3 separate regions of the Mus musculus genome follow, and all the other regions are linked to region 1. The links are chromatin contacts, called in public promoter capture Hi-C maps. All regions are on one chromosome and are shown on one strand. Each heading gives the region's core, a stretch centred on a gene start, on an enhancer-like site or on the middle of the called end of the contact. The rest is flanking DNA. Distances are from core to core; before and after follow the strand shown. Region 1 holds the start of Ppp6r1 (protein phosphatase 6, regulatory subunit 1). Region 2 holds the start of Arhgap33 (Rho GTPase activating protein 33). Region 3 holds the start of Gtf2h1 (general transcription factor II H, polypeptide 1).

Region 1 (2,700 bases), core at 154-2,653:
CCCTCAGTGTTCCCACCTTCACATATTTGCACGCGGTGTTTCTTCCACCTGGAAAGCTCTTCTTCCCACTCTCCATCTGTTAACTCCCACTCAGCCTTCCTCGACAGAAAAGTCACCCATCCGGCCGGTCTCACCAGTCTCTCCCACTCTGCGGCCTGCTGCCACAGCACCCTGGGTTACCACCATCACAACACACAGTAATTGTGACTGTCCAGCTCTGCCTTTGGCTCCCTGAGTAGATAAAAGTACCAGGGACTTCCACTGACCACTCCCTCCTGGACCCAGCAACCAAGTTCTGCCCTCAATGGGCCTCATCTCACAGAATACCCAGTAGCGCACCAAACAGTGGTTCCAAAGTGCCTCCTCACCACAGGAAACTAGGGACAAACAGGGACAGGACAGCCACAGCCAAGGCGAAGGAAAAGACCTGTTTAACCTTGCCTTCCTGAGCAGAGGGTGAGAAACAAAAAGGTCAAGAGTCCACGAAGGCTGGTGAGAGTGAAAAGAGTAGGTAGACACAGAGGTGAGCACAAAAGAGCAGGCAAGAGGAAGGAAAGAGAAAGGCACCCTAGAGGAGGAAGACTACGACAGGGGGGACAGGGGAGTGGGCCCAAATCCCAAGAGAGCTGAGTCAGAATGATAGGTGGAGGTGATGTAGATCCCAGTGGGAAGAGATGGGGGCTGGGGGCTGCGGGGAGAAGAGTCTAAGAGACTTAGAGAGGGTCCCCAATAGACGAGGAAGACGGGCTGGGAATGACAGCGAAGTAGACACAGGCCCGGCGACAGGAAATAGACTTGATGATACTGGCAAGTGGCTAAAAGACTTAGGGAGTGAAAGGGAGGATACTAAGAGACTCAGGGGCGCTCAGGGAGATTTGAGGAAAAGACTCCGGATTAGAAGGCGCACGCCCGGGAAGGCAGCTGCGGGGCTCACCTGCGCGGGGGGGCGGCGGCTCCTCGCACTCGGGGCTCATCGGGGCGCCCCTGCCGCCCCGCCGCCGGCGGCTCCGGCCCTGTCGAGGGGCCGGCTAAGAGGGGCGGGGGCGGCGCCGGTGGGCTCGCGCAGGCGCCCGGGCCGGAGCTCGCGAACCCGCGCAAGCGCCCTCCAGTCACAGGGAATCCCCTGCCTCACCACCGAGCTTCGACGAGTTCGGGTCGTCGCGAAAAAGTAGGCGCACTCGTTCCACCGCAGAGCTCCGTGGCCGACGCGAGGCCCGCGCAGGCGCCTCCGAAGCAGGGCGACGGGGGAAGTCGCCGCGGGTTACACACTGACACGCCGGCACCCGCGGGACAGGAAAAAGAAGCCTCCGCAGCCCGACGGGTGCAGAATTGCACCGAGAGCCGACGCCCGTCCCCTCGGCTTTACTGTCACCCGAAGCGGCTGGGTCTCCCCGGCCCCAGCCGTCCACCTTAAGGCCTCCGACGCAGGGCTACCTCCGCCACTGTCCCACAATGCCCCGAGCGCGGGAGGACGCAAGAAGACAGGCTCCGCCCTCTCGTGGTCGCTCTCCGTGCGCAGGTGCGCGAGAGGCCGCTAGGTCGGCCTGGCGAGGCGCGTGCGCGGTGAGCGCTGGCGCCCAGAACCCGCCCACTCCGGAACTCCGCGGCTGTCCGTGCCCACGGTTGCCAATGTTCTCTCCCTGAATAAACCTAGAGGGCCCAGTGCGCAGGCGCTGCTGCAGCCAGAACCCCGTTTTCTGTGACTACATTCCAAAATCCGCTGAATATTCGGTTCTAGGATCTTTCGCCCTGAAAGCTACCTTCGGAAATCCGATTGTTATTCCGACTCCTTCAACCATATTTCTTTGACTCGAGTCAACTCCTAAGAAATCCATTCCAACTTTTCGTCCTCACGCGAAGCTGGTTGCTTTTGTTCAGTCGGGTTCGTCCCGGATGCCTAAGCGTCTGCCGAGGTTTTCTGGCTGACCTCCTACTCAGGCATTTGCCCAAGCCGCGTCTACTGTTGCCAGTTGCTGCACAAAGCCTCCTCTTGTAACAACCGGGAGGAACCCCTTAACGCCGGGATTCAGTCACTAAAGGGCCTTTTCTAGCGCTGAGCCTCGGTTTACCCCAACTTTCATCCCCTGCTCCTTCGTGCCCGTTTTAGAGGTCAGCTGTAAGGACTAGATAAATGCATGTAAGAAACATTAGTTTTCCTTTTTTAAAACAGCAGATTAGGACTTTATATTTCGGGGACATTTCACGTCAGTCATTATTTTGACTTTCAAGGGATGTAGATATTTTTCTCCACCCCTTCTCAAATGGCTTTAATGGACTTGCACAGATTAACACCTGTCAGTAATTTTTTTCGTCTTGTCTCTCCTGGGCTGTGCTGCTTTTAATTTTTGTTCGATCTTGTATCAACTGAGTTCTGTGTAAGAGAGCACCTTCATATTAAAAGTGAACACTAGCTCTGCTCCCTGTCTCCTTTAAGTTCAGCCTGCCCCCCCCCCCCACCCCACCCCCAATTCCAGGATGGGTCTTCTCTCCCCAGTTAGACCTTTCTGGAAACTCATACACACACTGGAGATGTGTTTCCATGGTGATTCTAAATCCTGCCAACTTGGCAATGAAGATTAACTTTCACACAAAACTTCAAGGATGTCGAGCTGGCTTCATGGGCAAAGGTGGCTGCTGTGCAAGCCCATAACCTGGCTCAACTTAAAATTCGATCCCAATACCCACATGGGAGAAAGGGAG
Region 2 (2,700 bases), core at 6-2,505, about 26 Mb after region 1:
TCACTCTGAGATGCTTCCTGCAAGGAACTCATCTCTCCCTTTGGAAATAGGGCCCCAGGCTGACACCCTCACCCCCACCCCCGCCAATGCCCAACAGAGATCAGCACAGAGTTAGTACTGTATGTATGATTCTTCTCTGGGTCCCTGACACGCAGTGCCAATCCAGTTGCACGGCATAGACTGGGCAACTCTGATGAATAAAATAACCAGCTGCCAGATGGGGATTCGGGGATTTGCTAGACTGGGCTTTTTCCCTCCTCCGTGTCCCTGCAACCCCAAGTTCATCCCTGGGTCTCACCCTCAGAGTCTGTCCCCTGCCAGCCCATGAAGCTCCCCAAGGCAGGATGGGATCTGACTGTTTCTGTGCCTGGAGCATGGGGCCTGCACAGAGGAGGTCTCAGTGAATGTCTGTGGAGTGAGGGAATGAATGGATGAATGAGCGGGAGCAGTATGGAGGAGGGGAGATGAAGACAAGGAGATGGAGAAGCCCCAAGGCTCAAGTGGAACGGAGGCGGGAGGCGCGATGTTGGCCTCGAGTAAGGATCGGGAAGCGGCGGGAGAGACTTCGATAAAGGTTCAGATCGATGTCGGTGGAGGGATTGAGAGCGCGTGGCGTGGGATGAAAATGAAGAAGAAAAGGGTCAGGCAGGGGATGGAGTGAGATGGGGGTGGGGCTCAGGAATGAGAAAGGGGCTGTTGGGAGCAGGAGGTGGTGGTCGGGAGGGTGACTGGGGATGAGGATGCTGAGGAGGGCGCTGGAGTGGGGGCTGGTTTCCAGGGAGCCTCGGCAGACGCCTGCAGGGGGGAAGCCCTCATGGGGCGCGCGGGTCCTTCCCTGAACCAGCCCCCTTTTCTCAAGTCCGGATCCTCCGCCACTGTCACCCCTTTTTCAGGGCCCAGAAGGGGGAGGGAGGAAATGTGCGCTGAGGGGGCGGGGTCGAGGCCCGGGCCGCGACCCAGGACCGCACCGAGGTGGAGACCGTAGGGGACCGCGAGGAAGGGTGAGGGGCGGCGCGCAGGCCGCGGGCTCGGGCGGGGCCGGGGGCGGGGCGCGCAGGGCGGGGCCGCGCGGACAGACTGGCACGCGGACACACAGACTGATGGCCCCGAGGGCCCCTCACCACCATGGTCGCGGTAGCCTCCTCAGACCCCGGCGGCTTTCGAGCCCTCGTTCGCAGTCCTCGCCACCGCCGCCTCCGCCGCCATGGTGACACAAAGGGGAGGGCGTGAGGCGCGCGCGGGCGGTCGCAGGCTCCTCCCCTAACGGCTGCCGGGGGGGTCTCTGGCGCGCGCCCCATGAGGGGCGGGCCAGCGGGCACGCGGAGGCCCTTCTCATTGGCTCCAGTTTTGGCCTGAGGGCTACGCCCCGCCCACAAGGCGGCTGCTTATTGGCTTTGAGTGCTGCTCTACTTCCCGCCCCCATCCCCGCCCCGTCTCTCCAGTCCCACCCCCCGAAGTTTGACAGCGCCACGCCCATGGATGGTTGGCATTGGCTGTCAGGGCCCTCCTGAGATAAAACCCTGTATTCTTTATGCTCCGCTGCCGCCACTTCTCTCCTTAAGCAGCCTGCCCTTTCCTCCCGCGGTCGCTCCTCGGACGTGCTTCATTGGGTTCGCCTACGACTATCCCCCACAAGCAGCCTTTTCGAAATGCGGGTCCTCCAGTCCCCACGCTGTCAGTCCTGATCCTGACCCCGCCCACAAGCTTTTTGATCTCGCACACCCCGCTGTGTCCCCACCCTAGGCTCTGTGCGACTTGGCCTCCCCCTATTCACTGGACATCTTTCCTTGTTTCCCTATATTCGCTTATTTGAGGCTAGCCTTTGACATCTTTTTCTAGGAAAAGCTTCTGTATGGAATGCTATGACATTCATGCCTCTCAGAAAGCCAGGTGCAGTCTTTTTTCTTTTTTTAAACGATAGAGAAGTGCCTAGAAAGCATTGCAGCCACACCCTTTCCGGAAGGATGCTTTCACTGATCTGGACCTGAGCAGGCCTCTCGTTTCGGTAGCACGCTCCCGGTCCAGGCTTTTAAAGACTTTGATTATTTAATTCGGGGATATACCAATAATCAAAAAAAAAAAAAATACAGCCTTACCCATATGGAAGCTCAAAGGCTAGTATGAACTAGGTGATTTCGGTTTGTAATCTCAGCACTGGAAAAGTGGGTGCAGGAGAATCATGAATTTGAGGCCAGCTTGAGCTGCATAGTGAAAATCTGTCTCAAACAAACCAAATTAGGGACTGGAGAGATGGCTCAGCAGTTAGCACTGACTACTCTTCCAGAGTCCTCAGATTTCTACTCCCTGTTCCAAGCACCCACATGACTGTTCACCAGCTACAGCTCCAAGATGTCCAGAAGATGCTCTCTGTGGGCACTAGGCACACATGGAACCCCCAACATATACACAGGCAAAATACCTGTATGCATTAAATAAAAAAATTTAAAACCTCCAAATCAAAGGCTGATGGGGGAAGATAATGAACAAAATAAATATAAATATGTATCATCCGAGAGAAAAGCTAGTTGGGATGGCGAAATATGGAAAGTGCTGGGTGGGGGGAGGGAATAAGTGTAATGAGTGATGATGCTACTAAGTTTTGGGGGTGGTTTGTTACCCAGCCACAGTTAAGATGGCCTCGGTCAAGTAGGTAATCTCAGCTTAAGTGTGACTTCCTCGGGCAGCCTTCTAGTGCCCCCT
Region 3 (2,700 bases), core at 21-2,520, about 42 Mb after region 1:
CAATTACAAAAAGCTGAGGTGTCAACCGGGCAGTGGTGGAGCACACCTTTAATTCCAGCACTTGGGAGGCAGAGACAGGCAGATTTCTGAGTTCCAGGCCAGTCAAGTATATAGAGTGAGTCCCAGGACAGCCGGGGCTACACAGAGAAACCCTGTCTCGAGAAAACAAAACAAAACAAAACAAAAAAACAGAAACAAAACAAACAAACAAAAAAAACAGAAACAAAACAAACAAACAAAAAAACTGCGGTGCCATGCCACCTTCTCCCCCAATAATAAATGAAAGTAGAATTTATGTGAGATCGAAACATCTTTCTCACTTCCCAAGATTATTTTTATAATTCAAGAGTGGTAGACAGTGATTGCTGCTCACAAAGCCAAAGCAAACCATGGTGTATCTAATCCCACAAGGTGCGTGGAAGGAAAGGCTCGAAAGACGCAAAGTAACAACGATTGAAGAAATTATGCAAAGGGGAGTTAATAGACTTTATTTCCACAATAGGAACTTCCTTATCCAATAATGATCAGGAAACTCTACCTCAGAAAACTTAACGACTCGCTCATGCTTGCATGCATTCATTCATTCAACGTTCTAAGTGCCTACCGTGTTCTAGGCCCTGGAGGCGCTGCTGGAGATGAAGGATGCGCAGCAGACCAAGTCCCTGACCACAAGGAGCTCCCGTCAATCACAGCTAACTTTTATGACTTTAAACCGCAGCTGTCACTCTGGAGAAGTCCAGGAAGCAGGTTTTCCAAGCCAGGTTCACAGAACCTCAGGCTGACTAGCGGGCCGAGTTCCGCCCCCCCCAGAGACCAGCGATCGCTTTCACCGAGCAGGCTCCACAGACACTCAACACCCCTTGACAGCGGAACCTGAACCTCACACACCCTGTCACCCCGCCCCCTCCCTGGCAACGTCATCCAGGGGCGCCAGGGACCGGAGGAAAGCGCTGTTAACGGCACTTCCTCGTCACGTGACGATCACGCCCCTCCCCGCGCGTGCTCCCTCCCCCTCCAGCCGCGGGTCGCGATTCCGCTCCCTGCGGCCTGCAGTCTGGGAGCCGCCTCGGGCCGACGACGCACCACGGAGCCGGACCGGATGCTCTCTAGGGAGAAAGGCGAGCCAAGCCGAATCCCCGAAACTCTCCGCCGCTCGAGACCGGAGGAGGAGAAGCGAAACAGGCGGGAATCGGTGGGGGAGGGCGGGAGCTAGCGGAAGGTGTCATGGCGGCCGCGGTGGTGGTCACGTGCTCCGGAGGCCCGCCCCGGCGTTTCCGGTCACGTGCCCTCAGCGCCCTCGCAGCCAGCGATGGAGGCGAGACCCCCCGGCAACAGAGGCGGTGGCGACGGCTGCGGCCGCAGGGGTTCAGCCTCCTCCGTGCAGCGGCTGTGAGAAGCGCGGCGGAGGCAGATCCGACGGGACGCGCTTCCCGCGCCCCAGACCAGAGACCGTAGCTCCCACCTGGTAAGTTGAGACCGAAGAATGGGGTTGGGCGGGCGTGGAGGGTCTGACAGGCCCCGGGGGCGCGGGGCCAGGCGGATCGAGCCCTTCGCTGTAGTCGTCTCCACGACACTACAGGCTGGCTGTGTGGTTTGCCTTTCTTCTCCCGGAATGGGAAGGAGGTGCCCTGACCCTTAATCTACTGCCCGAAGGCATTAGGTTCTTCCGCTGGGAGGGACTGGAAGGATCAGACTCACCTGAGAACGAAGGAAGTGAGGCTTCTCCGAGACACCGAGGCCCTTCCCGTTAGGGAGCCTGCCCGGGAGAGGCTTTCTTTTCCTGTTAAAGAAGTCCTCTAACCTTGGTGTCCTCGTGCCTTCTTGCTTCCACCTGTCATCCTGCTCTTCAAACTGTTATTAAAACTTGAGCCACGCACCCAGTTCTAGCTATGACCAGTTTGACAGTCATGTAGTGTAAAGTGAACCATCAATACATGGAAGTATGTGATTATTTTTATAAATTCTCCAGTGTTCTTAGAAACTAAATTCATGTGAAGTTGACCTCACATGTCTATTTTACCATCTGCAAAACAAGGGTGGGGAAAAGATGTTAAAACGTATGCCCAGGGCTACAGTGAAATGGCTCAACTGGTAAAGGTGCTTGCTGCCAAACCTGAGTTCCATCTCTGGGACCCACGTGGTGGAGGGAGAACCGATCTCCGGAAGTTGTGTCCTCAACGTATACACAGTTTAATTTGGGATTTTTGTTTGCTTGTTTTTGTTCTTCGTTGTTGGCTTTTGTTTGGTTGGTTTGGCTTTCTGTCTTTTGATGTTGTCCATTTAAAGACACCAGTTTAAAATATGGTAAAACAGGTTTCTGAGTTAGGAATGCAGCTTAAAGCTAAGAGTTCTTGCTAGGCACCTGTAAGATCCTGGGTTTCATTTCCAGAACTGGCAAAAAAAAAAAACAGGACTGTAGGTAGAGCCCAATGTAAATTGCTTGGTAAGCATGCAGGCCTGGGTACAGAAAACTGGCTTGAAGCACACTAAGGGCTTGGCTCCAATCAATATTCTCAATATCTAGCCTTGTGACTTCCTTTCCTTCCTCTCCTGACCCTCCATTTCCCACACAGGTTTTCTCTGTATAACAGCCCTGACTGGCCTTGAACTCACAGGGATCGATTGCCTCTGATTCTTGAATGGTAAGATTAAAGGTGTACACTACCACACCTAACCCTAGACTTGTGATTTCCTTTTTTT

What was found. Promoter capture Hi-C pulls out the DNA fragments that hold promoters and counts their contacts.
Region 2: a promoter capture Hi-C map of pre-B cells shows a contact between it and region 1. The contact joins the promoter of Arhgap33 here to the promoter of Ppp6r1 in region 1. A contact is called at or near these places in 3 of 39 promoter capture datasets (cranial neural crest, frontonasal cranial neural crest and pre-B cells).
Region 3: a promoter capture Hi-C map of pre-B cells shows a contact between it and region 1. The contact joins the promoter of Gtf2h1 here to the promoter of Ppp6r1 in region 1. A contact is called at or near these places in 3 of 39 promoter capture datasets (cranial neural crest, frontonasal cranial neural crest and pre-B cells).

The regions. Positions count from the first base shown.
Region 1 is chr7:4,657,547-4,660,246 of GRCm38.p6, forward strand. It overlaps Ppp6r1 (protein phosphatase 6, regulatory subunit 1), which reads right to left and starts at 1,404. Exons shown (of 24, transcript NM_172894.2): 1 at 935-1,404.
Region 2 is chr7:30,533,805-30,536,504 of GRCm38.p6, forward strand. It overlaps Arhgap33 (Rho GTPase activating protein 33), which reads right to left and starts at 1,256. Exons shown (of 22, transcript NM_178252.3): 1 at 1,122-1,256; 2 at 299-408. The coding sequence starts at 376.
Region 3 is chr7:46,794,824-46,797,523 of GRCm38.p6, forward strand. Gtf2h1 (general transcription factor II H, polypeptide 1) reads left to right here and starts at 1,271. Exons shown (of 15, transcript NM_008186.4): 1 at 1,271-1,465. It overlaps Hps5 (HPS5, biogenesis of lysosomal organelles complex 2 subunit 2), which reads right to left and starts at 1,058. Exons shown (of 23, transcript NM_001005247.2): 1 at 605-1,058.